Regions from separate parts of the Mus musculus genome. Here all the other regions are linked to region 2. The links are chromatin contacts, called in public Hi-C maps. All regions are on one chromosome and are shown on one strand. The core of a region is the stretch at or near the end of the contact, and the rest is flanking DNA. Distances in the headings are between cores, read along the strand shown.

Evidence for each region. Hi-C and Micro-C count contacts between places; a contact is called where the count stands out from the background.
Region 1: a Hi-C map of liver shows a contact between it and region 2, with 2.5 times the contacts expected there. The contact joins two enhancer-like sites. A contact is called at or near these places in 11 of 39 promoter capture datasets (the 3T3-L1 cell line, 3T3-L1-derived adipocytes, the C10 cell line and 8 more), 3 of 484 Hi-C or Micro-C datasets (embryonic heart, liver and uterus), 4 of 115 datasets of contacts at active chromatin or transcription factors (embryonic fibroblasts, embryonic stem cells, fibro-adipogenic progenitors and 1 more) and 2 of 9 other capture datasets (embryonic stem cells and pancreatic islet).
Region 3: a Hi-C map of liver shows a contact between it and region 2, with 2.7 times the contacts expected there. The contact joins two enhancer-like sites. A contact is called at or near these places in 1 of 484 Hi-C or Micro-C datasets (liver), 2 of 115 datasets of contacts at active chromatin or transcription factors (embryonic fibroblasts and hepatocytes) and 1 of 9 other capture datasets (embryonic stem cells).
Region 4: a Hi-C map of liver shows a contact between it and region 2, with 4 times the contacts expected there. The contact joins two enhancer-like sites. A contact is called at or near these places in 1 of 484 Hi-C or Micro-C datasets (liver) and 1 of 115 datasets of contacts at active chromatin or transcription factors (pancreatic cancer cells).
Region 5: a Hi-C map of liver shows a contact between it and region 2, with 4 times the contacts expected there. The contact joins two enhancer-like sites. A contact is called at or near these places in 5 of 484 Hi-C or Micro-C datasets (adipose-derived mesenchymal stem cells, embryonic fibroblasts, liver and 1 more), 4 of 115 datasets of contacts at active chromatin or transcription factors (embryonic fibroblasts, hepatocytes, liver and 1 more) and 2 of 9 other capture datasets (adipose tissue and embryonic stem cells).

Annotation. Positions count from the first base shown.
Region 1 is chr1:72,013,267-72,015,966 of GRCm38.p6, forward strand. No RefSeq gene overlaps it. Among named protein-coding and RNA genes, the nearest start is that of 4933417E11Rik, 9.4 kb to the left of the region's middle. Within about 2 kb of position 1,440, at least 44 of the 459 cell types and tissues checked have an H3K27ac peak or open chromatin away from gene starts, as enhancers often do. A contact at or near this core is called in liver, where this site is marked.
Region 2 is chr1:71,634,444-71,637,143 of GRCm38.p6, forward strand. The region is part of intron 12 of Fn1 (fibronectin 1); the gene reads right to left. Among named protein-coding and RNA genes, the nearest start is that of Fn1, 17 kb to the right of the region's middle. Within about 2 kb of position 1,393, at least 13 of the 459 cell types and tissues checked have an H3K27ac peak or open chromatin away from gene starts, as enhancers often do. A contact at or near this core is called in hepatocytes and liver, where this site is marked.
Region 3 is chr1:72,031,007-72,033,706 of GRCm38.p6, forward strand. No RefSeq gene overlaps it. Among named protein-coding and RNA genes, the nearest start is that of 4933417E11Rik, 27 kb to the left of the region's middle. Within about 2 kb of position 1,440, at least 9 of the 459 cell types and tissues checked have an H3K27ac peak or open chromatin away from gene starts, as enhancers often do. A contact at or near this core is called in hepatocytes and liver, where this site is marked.
Region 4 is chr1:71,939,594-71,942,293 of GRCm38.p6, forward strand. No RefSeq gene overlaps it. Among named protein-coding and RNA genes, the nearest start is that of Gm28818, 42 kb to the left of the region's middle. Within about 2 kb of position 1,443, at least 2 of the 459 cell types and tissues checked have an H3K27ac peak or open chromatin away from gene starts, as enhancers often do. A contact at or near this core is called in liver, where this site is marked.
Region 5 is chr1:71,912,022-71,914,721 of GRCm38.p6, forward strand. No RefSeq gene overlaps it. Among named protein-coding and RNA genes, the nearest start is that of Gm28818, 14 kb to the left of the region's middle. Within about 2 kb of position 1,415, at least 42 of the 459 cell types and tissues checked have an H3K27ac peak or open chromatin away from gene starts, as enhancers often do. A contact at or near this core is called in hepatocytes and liver, where this site is marked.

The sequences.
Region 1 (2,700 bases), core at 190-2,689, 380 kb after region 2:
AAAACCAACTTATGTAGGGACATATGCATTCATCTTTCACTAACCGTGGAATGGGACTCACGGAGACAAAATCCAGTCTCATCTTGAGGGGTGGAGTTTTTTAAGTCTCTGATGGGTCTTCCTTCCCCAAACTTAAAGTTGTTCAGATTGAAGAAAGACAGGATATGGATAACTTATAGGCCCACGACTGTCTGTAAATGCGTCCTGATCCATCTCTGAACTTGTTAGCCCCACCCCACCCCACCCCTAGTCAGCGGGGGTGGAGGGGATGTCACTGGTGGGAGATAAAGCCCATGGGCCTTTGTTTTAAGCTGCCAGGATTTCATCTCAGATCAGGAAAGGGAGAAAGAAGCCAGACATCTTGCAAGTCTGCCGCCTTTATCACCTAGCCACGGCCCCTCCCCTATCCATTTGCCCACCAAGAAGTCTGTCTAACTCCAACGCCACACCACCAAGTCTGTTTCCAAGATCTCTGCTCTGCTTTCCATATCACCTACAGAAATCTCCAGAGATTCCACTCTGTCTCTTAGGTCCCCACATCAAGTACTATTTTTATATAATATTGTATACATCTTAGATGCTCTGGAACCATAGAGCAGAAAAAAGTTTGAGAAACTATAAAGAGAAACAAAAGAACGTCATGGGAACAACTAAGAAGGTAGACATAGTGGGGAGAGGAAGTGGGAGCCCCAGAGGCTAGGATGTGACTTCTAGGGTAACTCTGGTAAATGCCTGCATGAAACCCTGCTGAAACGGGGTTGGGGTGGGGCTTATGGAGAAAGATCCGGAAGGCGGGGAGACGCTTGTCCTCATTCACATCAGCATGCGTGAGTTATTCCAGCTGACTCACTGGGCTGTTGCTGAGACAGTCCAATGTCACCAGTGCTGGATATGGAGTGATTCATTGCAGACGTTCTCCCATTGTCACTAACCAAAAAGAGACCCTTTGCAAGATTTCTCTCTTCCCCACCTTCTAAGCTCATGTTATTGTTATGCTATCTATTGGACAACTGACCCACAAAACGAAGGCGGTGCTCCTTGATAATTGATGCATTAAACAGCCTCCCTACCAGTCTTCCAGAGCTCTGTAACCTTCGATAGCATCTTTGCATCTACCTCCCAGGCTGACTGAAAGTAGCTTTTGACTATCTCAAGACACAGTGCAACTCCTGAAGGTGAACTTCATGGATGCTGGCAGAGGTGCATGCTGGGAGAAGTGCGACTGTGTCACACTACTCAGTGAAGCTCTGAAACCATCTATTCGGGGGGGGGGGGAATGGTCACACATCAAGGGCGGGTGCCCATACTGGTACTGCAGATCTATACCCCACTTTGCCCCAATGTGATCTCCAGGAGATGAGTGCACAGCAGCCCTCTAGCTTGCTTTGTCCTCTGGCTTCCACTAGGTAGAGGAATTGGCAGGAGATCAGAAATTGAGTGTAGTGAGCACTTCTGGAAGTGAGCTTCCTCCCACGCCAGCCTCCTTCCTTCCTGTCCTCCAGGCCAACTGACTGTGATCCCGGACATAAAGCTCCTGTCTGGTAAAACATTTCTCTGCCAAGAGCTCCAGTGTGTTTCTGAAAAACCACTTCCTTGAGCCTTCTTTGAGGCAAGCAGAAACTGATGTCTTTTCCTGGCCTCTGTCATGCTTTGGTTATCACTTTTAGCCTTACTCATATTGCCAGGGGCAGGGGGTGGTTTTGTTTATTTGTTTGTTATTTTAGGTGTTGGAGTGAAACCAGGTCCTCATACAAGCTACACAAGCCCTTGACCACTGCATTATACCACTCCTCTTCAGGCCTTCAGTTGAGCTTTTAAATATGCTATTAATGTCTACTTCCTACTGGAACTTTGGTGCATACACATTTCTTCATTCAGTATTTTAGATCCATCTCAACTTTCTAAAACACAGCCACATTCTGGCATGTTTATTCGCATTTAAGAGTGCTTTTAGATTGGATTGTAATTAAGAGCATTTTTAGATTGCAAAGAAGTGGCTCTCGCTTCTACTTCCAGCAGTCTGAAGATCCCTTAGGGCCTACTTTCTAGTGAAACAATCATAGCTGATGAAAATCATTTTCTGAGTGTCTAGAAACTGTCCCAAGGGTCCACTGAAAGACAGAAACATCTATTCAAGACAATCTGATAACTCCTTGTAATAACAGAGAGCCCATAATACTTAAACCACGACCAGCTAGCACCTCAATTCCTGGGCAACTTACTGGATTCTCAGCTTCACCACTCCTAGGCAACTTTGTGGATTTTCAGCTCTAACTGGGAGCCTGGCTGACAGATATGGCTTCCTCTTCCCCTAGTCCCTTCTCCTAGTTAAGAAGTGTGTGTCTTACCAATGGGAATGTGGCAACGTGTTTCTCCTCTCTGCTCCAGGCTGAAAATATAATTCCTAGTCGGCGTAGCCAAGAGTATGGGTGCTTGATATGCCAAGTACAGGGACCCCAGCTTGCTCAAAGGGCAAAGATTTCACAAGAGATGAAGTCAGCCAAGATCAGAGGCACTTCTCCCCTGCTTGACAGCCAGAATAGGGATTCAAAAGAACTACAGCATCCATAAGAGCAGAAGGTTCCGAAGCTCTCTCTAAAGAGCCTCCTTCGCTGTGGATAAGGATTGCTCAGAGAATGGAGATTTCACCAGTAAATATTAAAAGGAAGCTAGACATTATCAGAGATGACCAGGAAAGAG
Region 2 (2,700 bases), core at 143-2,642:
ACCATCCACCTCCCTGGACCTTTTACACTTCTAATAGCAATGCCCACTGTGAGATCTTCACTTGTAGGGTGCCACATTATACACTTTCAAAATCAGTTGACAGTAAGGTCAGAAAGAGTGATTTCCGATAATAGTGACCCTGGAGAAGTTAAACATTCATGATTTTTTTTGACCCGAAAGGTTCTTTCTCTACCTAATTTGCTGAGAGCTGTGCTTTCCTGGTTGCTTATTGACAAACCAAATTCCTGCTACCTTTTGTTAGTTTGAACATCTCTACCAACCTAGTAGGAAGAACAAACAGGGCAAGGCTCAGACACGGTCTTTCAGCCATCGGAGCCTCAAAGGCTAGGCATGAGCCCTTGAGCAAAGCCTCCATTGAGATAAACACTGAGCCTGCTATCTAGGGTCAAACACTCATCCGCTTGCCCTGAAATCTCTTCTGTGTTCAATGGGTTTTTGACATTGCCCTTTTTAGAAACAGGGAACAAAGTCAACAGGTAAAACTCCCGCTAGGTGACTCTTCCTGTCCATCAGCAGATCTACCCTCAATGCTTGCAGCAAGATATATGTGAATAGACTTATTTTTAAAAGAAAAGGTCTTAAAAGAAAATAAATTTCAAAAATTGCCCTGCAAAAACTGACTGTGAACACAAAAATAAACTTCTATTCTTGGCTTGTATCATTGGAAAATCCAATCCTCCTAAATATGTGTTTTCTGAATTTATGGCTCATTTGTAATCAGATTTTTAAACTATATTAAGTTGACCAGGTGTAATGTGCACACCTGTGACCCCAGCCTTTTGGAAACAAGAGACAGGAGGCATGGTCAGAAGTTCAAGGTCATCATTGGCTACATAGTAAGTTTGAGGCCACCCAGGGCTAGATGAGACTCAAAAAGCAAAACAAAGCAACTGGATTCAATTTTTAAAAATGTTAAGTAACTCACTCTTGGTTTTGTTTTGTTTTGTTTTGTTTTGTTTTGTTTTTCGAGACAGGGTTCCTTTGTTATAGCCCTGGCTGTCCTGGAACTCACTTTGTAGACTAGGCTGGCCTTGAACTCAGAAATCCGCCTGCCTCTGCCTCCTAAGTGCTGGAATTAAAGGCATGCGCCACCACGCCCGGCAAGTAACTCACTCTTAAACCAAAGTCCAGCAAAAATGCAGGCTGCTCTGAGCTACATAGTTGCGGAAGCAATCACCTATCCTACCCTGACAATGTCTAAGGGCTGAGCGGAGGAGGATGTCCCCAGCACATAAAAACAATGAGCGTATTCTGGATATGGGAGGCATGCAACTCTAATCCCAGCACTTGGGAGGAAGAGGCAGGTGGATCTCTATGAGTCTGAGGCCAGCCTGGTCCACAAAGTAGCCAGAGTTACACAGTGAAACCCTGTCATTGAAAAACAAACAAAACATGATTGCATGAGTGGTGGACGGGTGCTCTGGGTCTCTGACTGTTAGTGAAGGACTGGAAGCAATTTTAAAGGTGGTTAGCAAGTCTCCCTTTGTCCACAGGAGAAGTTAACTAGTATCTCTCTCACAGCACAGTCAGAGCGAGGACTCACACTGCCTTGGGCTCTCATCGTTCACTTTGGGACACTCTTAGGAAGATTAGTTTAATCTTAGTATTTAATCTTAATACTTATGGAGTTAATTTATTATTATAATATTTTGTATTCTTGTGGATTATCTCCCCCCACCCCAAATCTTTTTGTTTCTGAATACAGGTGGTATTTCATGTCTTAAATTTGGGCCAGCAAGATGGCTCAGGGTAAGGTGCTCGCCTCCCACAAGCCTGTAGACCTGAGTCTGATCCCCACATAAAGAATCGTGTGTGAAGAAAGAACTTCAAAGTCCACTCTGACCTTCACGTATGTGCTGTGACCCAGTGCCCTCTCCACACACATACAGATAAATAAATAAATCATTAACGGAAATCTAGGAGTCTGCTGAAATGGCACTCATAATCAACGTGTGAATTTTAAATGTTTTCCCCAAAATGAATTAATGCCTATGGCTAGGCATGATGTCTCTATGGGAGAACAAACAACAACCAAACAAAACAATGAGAACCTAGCAATAAATATCAACAACAAAACCACAATAAATATTTTAAGGTATTCGAACGGTGTGGGTGGAGTTGACCAAGTTTCTTGGCTCCAGATTTTGTTCCACATTACATCTCACTAAACAAATGAAATCTGACACAAAGAAGGGCTTAAGATGGCAGGAAACAAATTTATGCCTCATACTGTACTTCTTGCCTTCTGTCGATGTGACTTCTCTTTAAGAAACAGAATGTAAAACTCTTTCACTTCCAGTCTGAGTTACTTTATGGCTCTACTTGAACACACACACATACACATGCACGAATGCAAGCATGCATGCCCATGTATGCGCATGTGCACACACATGTACACTCACAAACACAGGCACACACACTCACTCACACATGTACACACATGCACACGCATGCATGTGCACATACATACACACATCCACACATGTGTTTGCACAAGCACAGATACACACACACACACACACAGGACTGAGATAAAATGAACTGAAATGTTTTCACCTAATGGAGTCCTCAACTGTGTAAAATGCAAAATTGTAGCATGCACTTTTTCATAGTCTTTGGTGATTTTTCCCTGATGAAGGGTGAAATAAAACAATTTAAGACAAAAATGCAATTAACTAT
Region 3 (2,700 bases), core at 190-2,689, 400 kb after region 2:
TTTGACTAATTCTCCCACACACCGTCTTTTCCCCTGTTCACATATCTTTGTCAACAGGCTTTTTCTTTCATCTTTTATTCTTGTCCAGTTATGGGAGAAAAGAAAAACTGGGTCTGTGGTACTCCCTGTGGTTTCAGGACTGAGACAAATGCCCTCGTGTGCCCTGGCTAGGAAGGTTGGGGGACTAGGGCACTTGGGAGAATGTTTCCCCAGGATGTTCCTGATGCCTCACTCCTGGGAGCAGCCCACAGCACATACTGGTCCATGAGGAGGCATGGACCTTATGTTGAGATGAGACAATTCTGAAGGGCTTGCCTGCTCCTGGGCCCTTGATAGCATCAGCTCAGCCCTTCTTTTCCCTAGAAGAGTTGACCCAGAATTGGGTCTCCAGTAAACTACTTTATCCAAGTTCTAGGAAACTGAATCAATATATCTCCTCTTTTTCTCTACATACCTTCTCTGTGATTAAACTTGAGTCCTAGGGTGGCTGACTGGTACTGGTTGATCATTACAGTCACTATAAAGTAAAACTTTCCTAACTTTGAAATGCCCTGAGAATTTTCACCTCGACAATCTACATGTCTCTAACTTCCATGTCAACTTTTTTTTTCCTCTTTATTTTCTATGAACAGATATTTTGCCTACATGTATGTCTGTGCTTTACATACCAAGAAGAGAGCATCAGATCCCCTGAGACTGGAGAGGATTCTGAGCCACCAGCCTTAACCACTGAGCTAGCGCTCTCTCTCTCTCTCTCTCTCTCTCTCTCTCTCTCTCTCTCTCTCTCTCCCTCCCTCCCTCCCTCCCTCCCCCCCCCCCAGCCCTTTTTATTTTTTCTTATAACAAAGGCTTGCTATGTTTTCCAGGCTGGTCTCAAACTCCTGAACTCAAACCACCTTCCCATCTCAGCCTTCTGAATAGGTGCACACAACTGAGCCCAGCATCTCATGTTTATCTAATTAACAGGGTCATTATAAAATCTATGTTTTATAATTAACTTCCCTGTTTGATTTTCAGTTGTGAATAACACATTTGTGAAGGCCGTCTTTGCTTCCAAATCAGACCTCAGCTACTCTGCTGCTTTCCTTGGCAATTGGAAATCAAATAGATTTCTATGAGCCTTTTGCTTCTTTTATTACCCTTGTTGGGGGTGGGGGGAGAATTGTTTTCAAGTTCAAAACATTTGTCTTTGGAACAAACCATTGGAATTCAACCTATCTGTAAGCAAGAGCTCTTGATCACTTCAAATAATTGGCTTTAGGAAGAGAGAAAAGCCTCCCACCACAGCAGGGACTGCAAACAAGATGGCAGAGGGTCCCAGCTGGACGGCAGCCATCAGTTTCCCTGACTCCAGATCACTGCCTGGACCACACCTACACTAACTCTATGAAGAGCCATTCCCAGGACAGACAAGATAACGAGGCCACGTGTACACAGGGCAGTTGGCAATGGGTCTCCCTTGCTTAGCAGGGCATCTGAGGACACCGAATGCTTCATCCAAAAGCTCACTCCTACCCCTTTTTTGGAGGTGAATTCAGAGCTGAACATTTCATTAGCTCTTTGAATGATTTCAGAATTTTCATCAACAGTAGTTTCTCAGAAGCCAGAGTTATAAATTAACAAGCCCAGAGAATGACTAAAAATGACAGCAACTGCAGATCAGATGTATCCGTTCATACAACTGAACAGAGACTAATGTATACAACTACTAAAGAAAGGTAAATTTTCAGTTATAAACACATAAGGAAACTAGATTAAGAGGTCACCAAAAACTGCTTTCTTCAAGTATTTTTAGAAGTGTTAACTGGCAGGCGTGATGGCACCTGTTAATTATAGCACCTGAGAGGTAGAGTCAGGAGGGTCTTTGTAAGTTCAAAGCCAACCAGGTCTACCTAGTTAAGTTCCTGGCCAGTCAGGACTACAAAGTGAGACCCTGTCTCAAAACAACAAGAAGTATTAACTGCAAGCAGTCACTGGTATAGAGCATACCTTTAATCCCAGCAGTCAGGAGGCAGAGCCAGAAGGATCTATGCTAAGTTCCAGGACAGCCAGGGTTACATGGATAGACACAGTCTCAATTTATTAGATAGATAGATAGATAGATAGATAGATAGATAGATAGATAGATAGATAGATCGATCGATAGATAGAAGTATCAACTACAGATCTAAAGCATCTAAAAGCATCAGAATACCTGATCCATTGTTAGTTGAGAAGCCTCAAAAAAATCTGGAAAATGGAAACTTCAGACAGAAGACAGACATCTCAGATGTGAACTGACCCTTTCCTGCACAGAGGGAAGGCACACCTCTGAGCCTGTTGACAAGATCTGAGAGCTTCCGGCAGCTAGATTTGTTTGGGAACAAGGAGATGGCCTGGAAGAGTCTCCTTTTTCAATACAGGGGATAAAATTATGTTTCAATAAGGATATCAGGAAGGGTATTTCTGAGCAACATGGCCGAAGACCACGAGCATTCAGAAAGGCAGTCAGTCCCGGGGCAGAGAGGATAACACCTCATGGCCTCTAAGGTAGCTCTGGCCAATTCGTTTCCCTGAGCATGAGGGCTTCTCAAACCTCTCTCTCTCTCTCTCTCTCTCTCTCTCTCTCTCTCTCTCTCTCTCTCTCTCTCTCACACACACACACACACACACACACACACACACACACACACACACACAATCTTTGTAAGTAAGGGGAAA
Region 4 (2,700 bases), core at 193-2,692, 310 kb after region 2:
TGACATTTAGTGTGACCTCGGAGAGGACGGTGACTGTCAGGTCCCATTACTCTGTCCTTCAGAGCCACCACTGGAAGTCACTCCAGAGGCCCCAGCAAAATGTTAGGTTGCTATCATGGACTCTCTTTCTTCTTAAATGAAAATCTCCCACGCTAGACATTCAGGAGAACTAATAATTTATAGATAGATAGATAATATGAGTGCTCAACACACTTGCTGCTATGGTGGTATCAGGTGGGATTTTGCATCTTCTAAATTAGAAAATATCAGAGGAAAAACAAGCTAAATATCCAAGATTTCATGGTTTCTTCAAACTTAAAGGTCATGGATCATTCTAACAAAATAAATTCCAAATTGCTCTAATTCATATATTTCAAATTTGCATCAATCTGTTGTTAAACAATTACTTTGATGCTCAAGGGAAGTTTGATATATATATTTAAGTTACTGAATCACCAGGCAGAGTAGCACACACCTTTAATCCTAGCATTTGGGAGGCAAAGGCAGGTAGATCTCTGTGAGTTCGAGGCCAGCCTTGTCTAGAAAATGAATTCCAGGACTATGTAGAGAGACTGTCGCAAAAATAAATACATACATACATACATACATACATACATACATACATACATAAATGTGAGTTACTGTGGACTTTTCTCTTGAAATTTCAAAGTGGACTAGAGAGATGGCTCAGCAGTTAAGAACACTGGTAGTTCTTCCAGAGAACCTTAGTTCCATTCCTAGCACCTACACAGTGGCTCATAACTACCTAAACTCTAGTCCCAGAGATCTGATATTGTCTTCTGGCCTCTGTGGGCACAGCAAGCATGTGGTGCATCAATATGCTAGCAAAACTCTCATATATACAAAATAAAAATAAGAGATAAATTAAAATCTCAAAAATTGTTTAAGAAAAAGAAAAAGAAGGCAATTTTAGCTGAAACTAAGAGGCCTTGGGTACCCAATGCCTGGGCAGCCTCATGCCTGTGGCAAATTAGGTTTCAATATGGCCAAGATGACTGTTTCTTCTGTGTTCCAGCTGCTGCGCCCCACTACCGCACCTCTGTCCACCCACCACTACTTCTTCAGAGCGGTGAGGACGGGAAGACGCTGATCTCATGTGTCCACCAAGCGTGTTACTCATGAATGCCCTGCCCCCTCAGTTCCCACACACTCATATTTTCTGTGAAATAATGCATTATGTGTATTTTTTTAGCCAACTCCCAAAATGCTGTGAGGACACTAACCAGTGGCTTCCCGAGGGTCAAAGGACCCACAAATTGATCTCAGAAGCCAAGATGCCAGACCAAAAGAGAAAAAAGCTACCCTTTGAAGCAGATGGCACTCAAACCGTTTTATATAGAGAGTTCCTCCTTCCTTGGTGTTGCCTAGGAAACCCTCTTTAGCCCTGACTCGGACAGGGGACCCGTCCTTGGTTAAGAACAGAGTTCACAAATACAACCCTTTTGATACCCTTGTTGATATGACGTCAGCCCAGATCTATATCAGAACCTGACCCTGGAGCTGCCAAATCCATTCTAAAACTTGGATTCATTTCACTTCTGGGGCAGATAAGGTTGCATTGGAAGATCATTTGGCCCCTCTAAAAATAACAGTTTCATGGTGCTTTCCTAGAAGTCTAGACTAGCAAATTGACCAGTTCTCCAAGGGGAAAAAAAAAAGATTTTTGTACTTATGCCTTAAGAGATATTTATCTGTATTAAATATACAGTCTTTAGAACAAAGAGAACAGTTTCCTTTTTTCTGTAATGTTAGGCGCCATTATTATTTTTAAAAGATAATCATGTTCACCCACTGCCAGATGACTGTTCCCTCTGTATTTTTTTTTTTAAGCATTTTCTTTCAAAAAGAAAGCTACAGGGTCTGGGGACAGACAAAAGAATCCGCGTCTTCTCCCCCCCCCCCCCCTTTTTCTGGCTGTGAGAAAATTGTGCGCCTGGGAACTTACACTTTGTTTTCTATAATTCCATCCAGTTTGAAACAAACAAACAAAGAAAGAAACAAAAGGTGTATTTCTAGGGACTAAACCACAACATGAAAAGGAAAATGGCTGAGGGATGGGTGTTGGACAATCCAACCGGCCAGCATTTGGCTCAAAGGGATCTGGGGGGAGTGGGGGCTCTACTTTGTGGGTTTTCTCTTTCAAGCCTCATTTCTGTTCCCTGGTATCAGGAAACACAGTAGACAGTTGTCACCGGCAGCTCTTCGGAGTTTCCAATGTTTCTTCCTCCCAGGGTCCAGAAGGGGACTTTGGACATGTAAGAATTAGATTTTTTTTTTTCCCCAAATCTGCAGGATTTTTGGACATTGTTTATCAGGCACTGGAGAGGCTGTGAAGGCAGAGTTTGAGAAGCAGTTCCAACAGTTCATAAATCAGACCTAAATGAATAGGGTGGGCTCCTCTTTCTGACAGTCCCCGAACCTCTCCCTTATGATCTCTTTACTAGGGAAGAATGTTATGTGAATAAGAACTGGGGGTCTAATGGAGTCAGGGTACTTTGGGTCACTCAATGTAATCTGTTTTTTTTTCTGGCCATATCATGAAAGAGAATTGTGTTCTGCCCTCTGTTCCATTTATAAAATACCATCTCTTTGATATTGTCAAGGGTTTTATGCCAGGCTGCATAGCATTGCTGATAACAAAATTCTTTGGGAAAAAAAAAATGGAGAAATCTGTTTGTT
Region 5 (2,700 bases), core at 165-2,664, 280 kb after region 2:
TTTAATATAACTAAGTAGCCTTCTGAGTGGGCCAAACCATTCCAGAGTAAAATAGTGAGGCTTTTAAACAATGTGAAGATCCTTCTAAAGTTTGAATAAATGTTCAACCATCCTTATGTGAGCGGATCATAAAGAAAATGGAAAGACTATATCAAGCTAGCTAAATGCATCCCACATTCATGGTTTACTCACTAAAATGTTGTTCATGGCTTTCTTACTGATTCTTACAGAACGTGCATATGTCTTTTTAATTTTCCCCTTTTATGTTTCCCAAGTTCACAATTCACATAAAATATCCATTGAAGCAGACAGAAAAGTGAAACGAATGTTTCAAAGCTCTTTGGGGATTTAAGTAGGTTTTTACAATAAAGCTTTGATTACTCAGAAAGGACAGGAGTGCTTAATGACGAGAAGGAGGAGGTTTCCAAAGTGTCAGAGGAGACTCTGATGCAATGGGTTTTCAACCTTGTTGAATACCAAGCCAGAAAGCAGCCAGATGCCACAGGATAGGGCCACAGTCGGGGGGGGGGGGGGGGGGGGGGAGGGGAGCAATCAGAGGAGACGTGCAAAGGTTGTGGTTTCCTGAAATTTAATATGACACAGAGAGTCCCACAGGACTTGCTTCATTATATTATTGTGCAATTTGGACTCAAACAGAGTGAGGCAAACCCACAAGTTAAAGGGTTTTCAAAGTGGCTTAAAACTCACTCTGAAATCAGGACAGAGCACCCTTCCGGTCAGTGTGACTGCAACATTGATCAACAAACACAGAGGGACACAGCACATGGTTGGCTAACAAATGTTATCCAGGTGAAGGTGGGCTTGGCACATACTGCTTTGAAAAGCACTTTTCTCCTTGGATTGGAAACCTGATGGCTGTGTTATGTGATTTGGAGTTTTCTGAGGCCCCCAGTGAAAGATTTATAAAGGCTGTAGGAGACAACATTGGGATATTTGAGCACTTTTTAAGAAAGATCAAAGGTATTGATTTTTTTATTTCCTTATTTTGTCTTCTTATTTAAGAGTTAGCTAGCTGCCCCAAGCATATAGCCTCATCTGGCAGAAGACCCACTGAGAGAGATTTTTTTTTTCATCTCAATTTTCATCTTCTTGGTCTCTTGATGGCTTGATTTCATATCATTTCACAATGCAGGGATTAAGCTGACTGGCTATAAATCTGTGGAGTGTGGATGGGCTGTATAGAAAGAGCAAGAATGGATGAGAGACAACTGTAAATATTTCAAAATGTGTTTCATGGGATCCAAAGTTGGACAGCCTCTCCTTACACTGAGGATAAATGCCATCCAGACATGCTCATTCAGTCCCCTCCCCTTGGTCTGAACCATGAATACCACCATAGAACGTTCAGGCAATGGCCTAAGAGTCATTCACCTACTATAGTGTCATGTGACTTCATGTAACTCCCCGAGAGGTCACTCTCTGGACTGGTACATCAGCTCTTCCCTTTAAAAGTCAGTGCATCGCTAGAGCAGCTGCTGCTTCTGACATCGTTAGCATCGGTTGTCAAGGTGATACACTTGGGAAGAGGGAACCTCAACTGAGAAGCTGACCTTGTGCTGGTTTCATGAGAAATGGCCCCCACAGCCTCAGATATTTGAACACTTGGTCTCTAGTTGTTAGTCCTGTTTGTGCAGCTTTAAGAGGTGCATCTTGCTGAAGGAAACATGTCCCTGGAGGATAGGCTTTGAGAGCTTACAGACAGCACCACTCCAACATCTCTCTCTCTCTCTCTCTCTCTCTCTCTCTCTCCATCTCTCCCTCTCTCTCCTTCCTAGAGTAAGCTCCCTGCTTTTACTAGCATGTTTACCACTTGCTGCCTGGCCATGATGGATTCTTAAAACTCTGGAATCCAGAGACCAAAATAGACTCTTTCTTCCTTAAGTAGCCCTGACCATGGCAGTTTATCCCAGCAACAGAAAAGAAGCTAAGACAGGCGTCCATCAACTGGCCTGTGGAGGTGTCTGTGGGTTCTTCCTTGACTGCTGATTGATATGGCAGGGTGCAGCCCTCTGTGGTTCACACTATCCCTGGGCAGGTGGGTCTGGGCTGTATAAGAAAGGTAGTTGAGTAGCCAGGAAAAGTCAGTAAACAGCGTTCTTCCATGGTCTCTGCGCCAGTTCTTCCCTCCAGACTCCTGCCTTGAGTTCTGTCCCGACTCCCCTCAATGGTGAAGTATAAAATGAAATAAACCCTTTCCTTCCAAGTTGTTTTGGTCATGAGGTTTGTTACCGCAACAGAAACTAAACTAGAACCAATACCTTTCCCATAATTATTCACGTATTTATGCATTCATTCAGAAGAGTATATATTTTAAAACATATACCATGTTTAAGGTCTTAAGGAATTTAGCATTGAACACAGCAAAGTCCTTGAAGTCCACTATTTCATAGTGTTTATATATTGAGGAAGAACTACTTACTATTAGACTAGAATATCATAAAATCATACTATGGTTATTGAAGGAATTCTGGACAAGGCTGCGACCACGGCTTGCCATAAGCTCCTTGGGCTGAAGGAAACTAATGCTTACTAGTAAACAACTGCTATGAGCCAGGCACTGTGAAGATACCACTGCCTCCTCAGTGGGCAGGAAGTTGAGCTGGCTATGTTCCATGGTGTCTGGTAGAGCATAAACTTGTACGCAGTTGGATACTGATGAAATGATAGGTTGTCATTAAA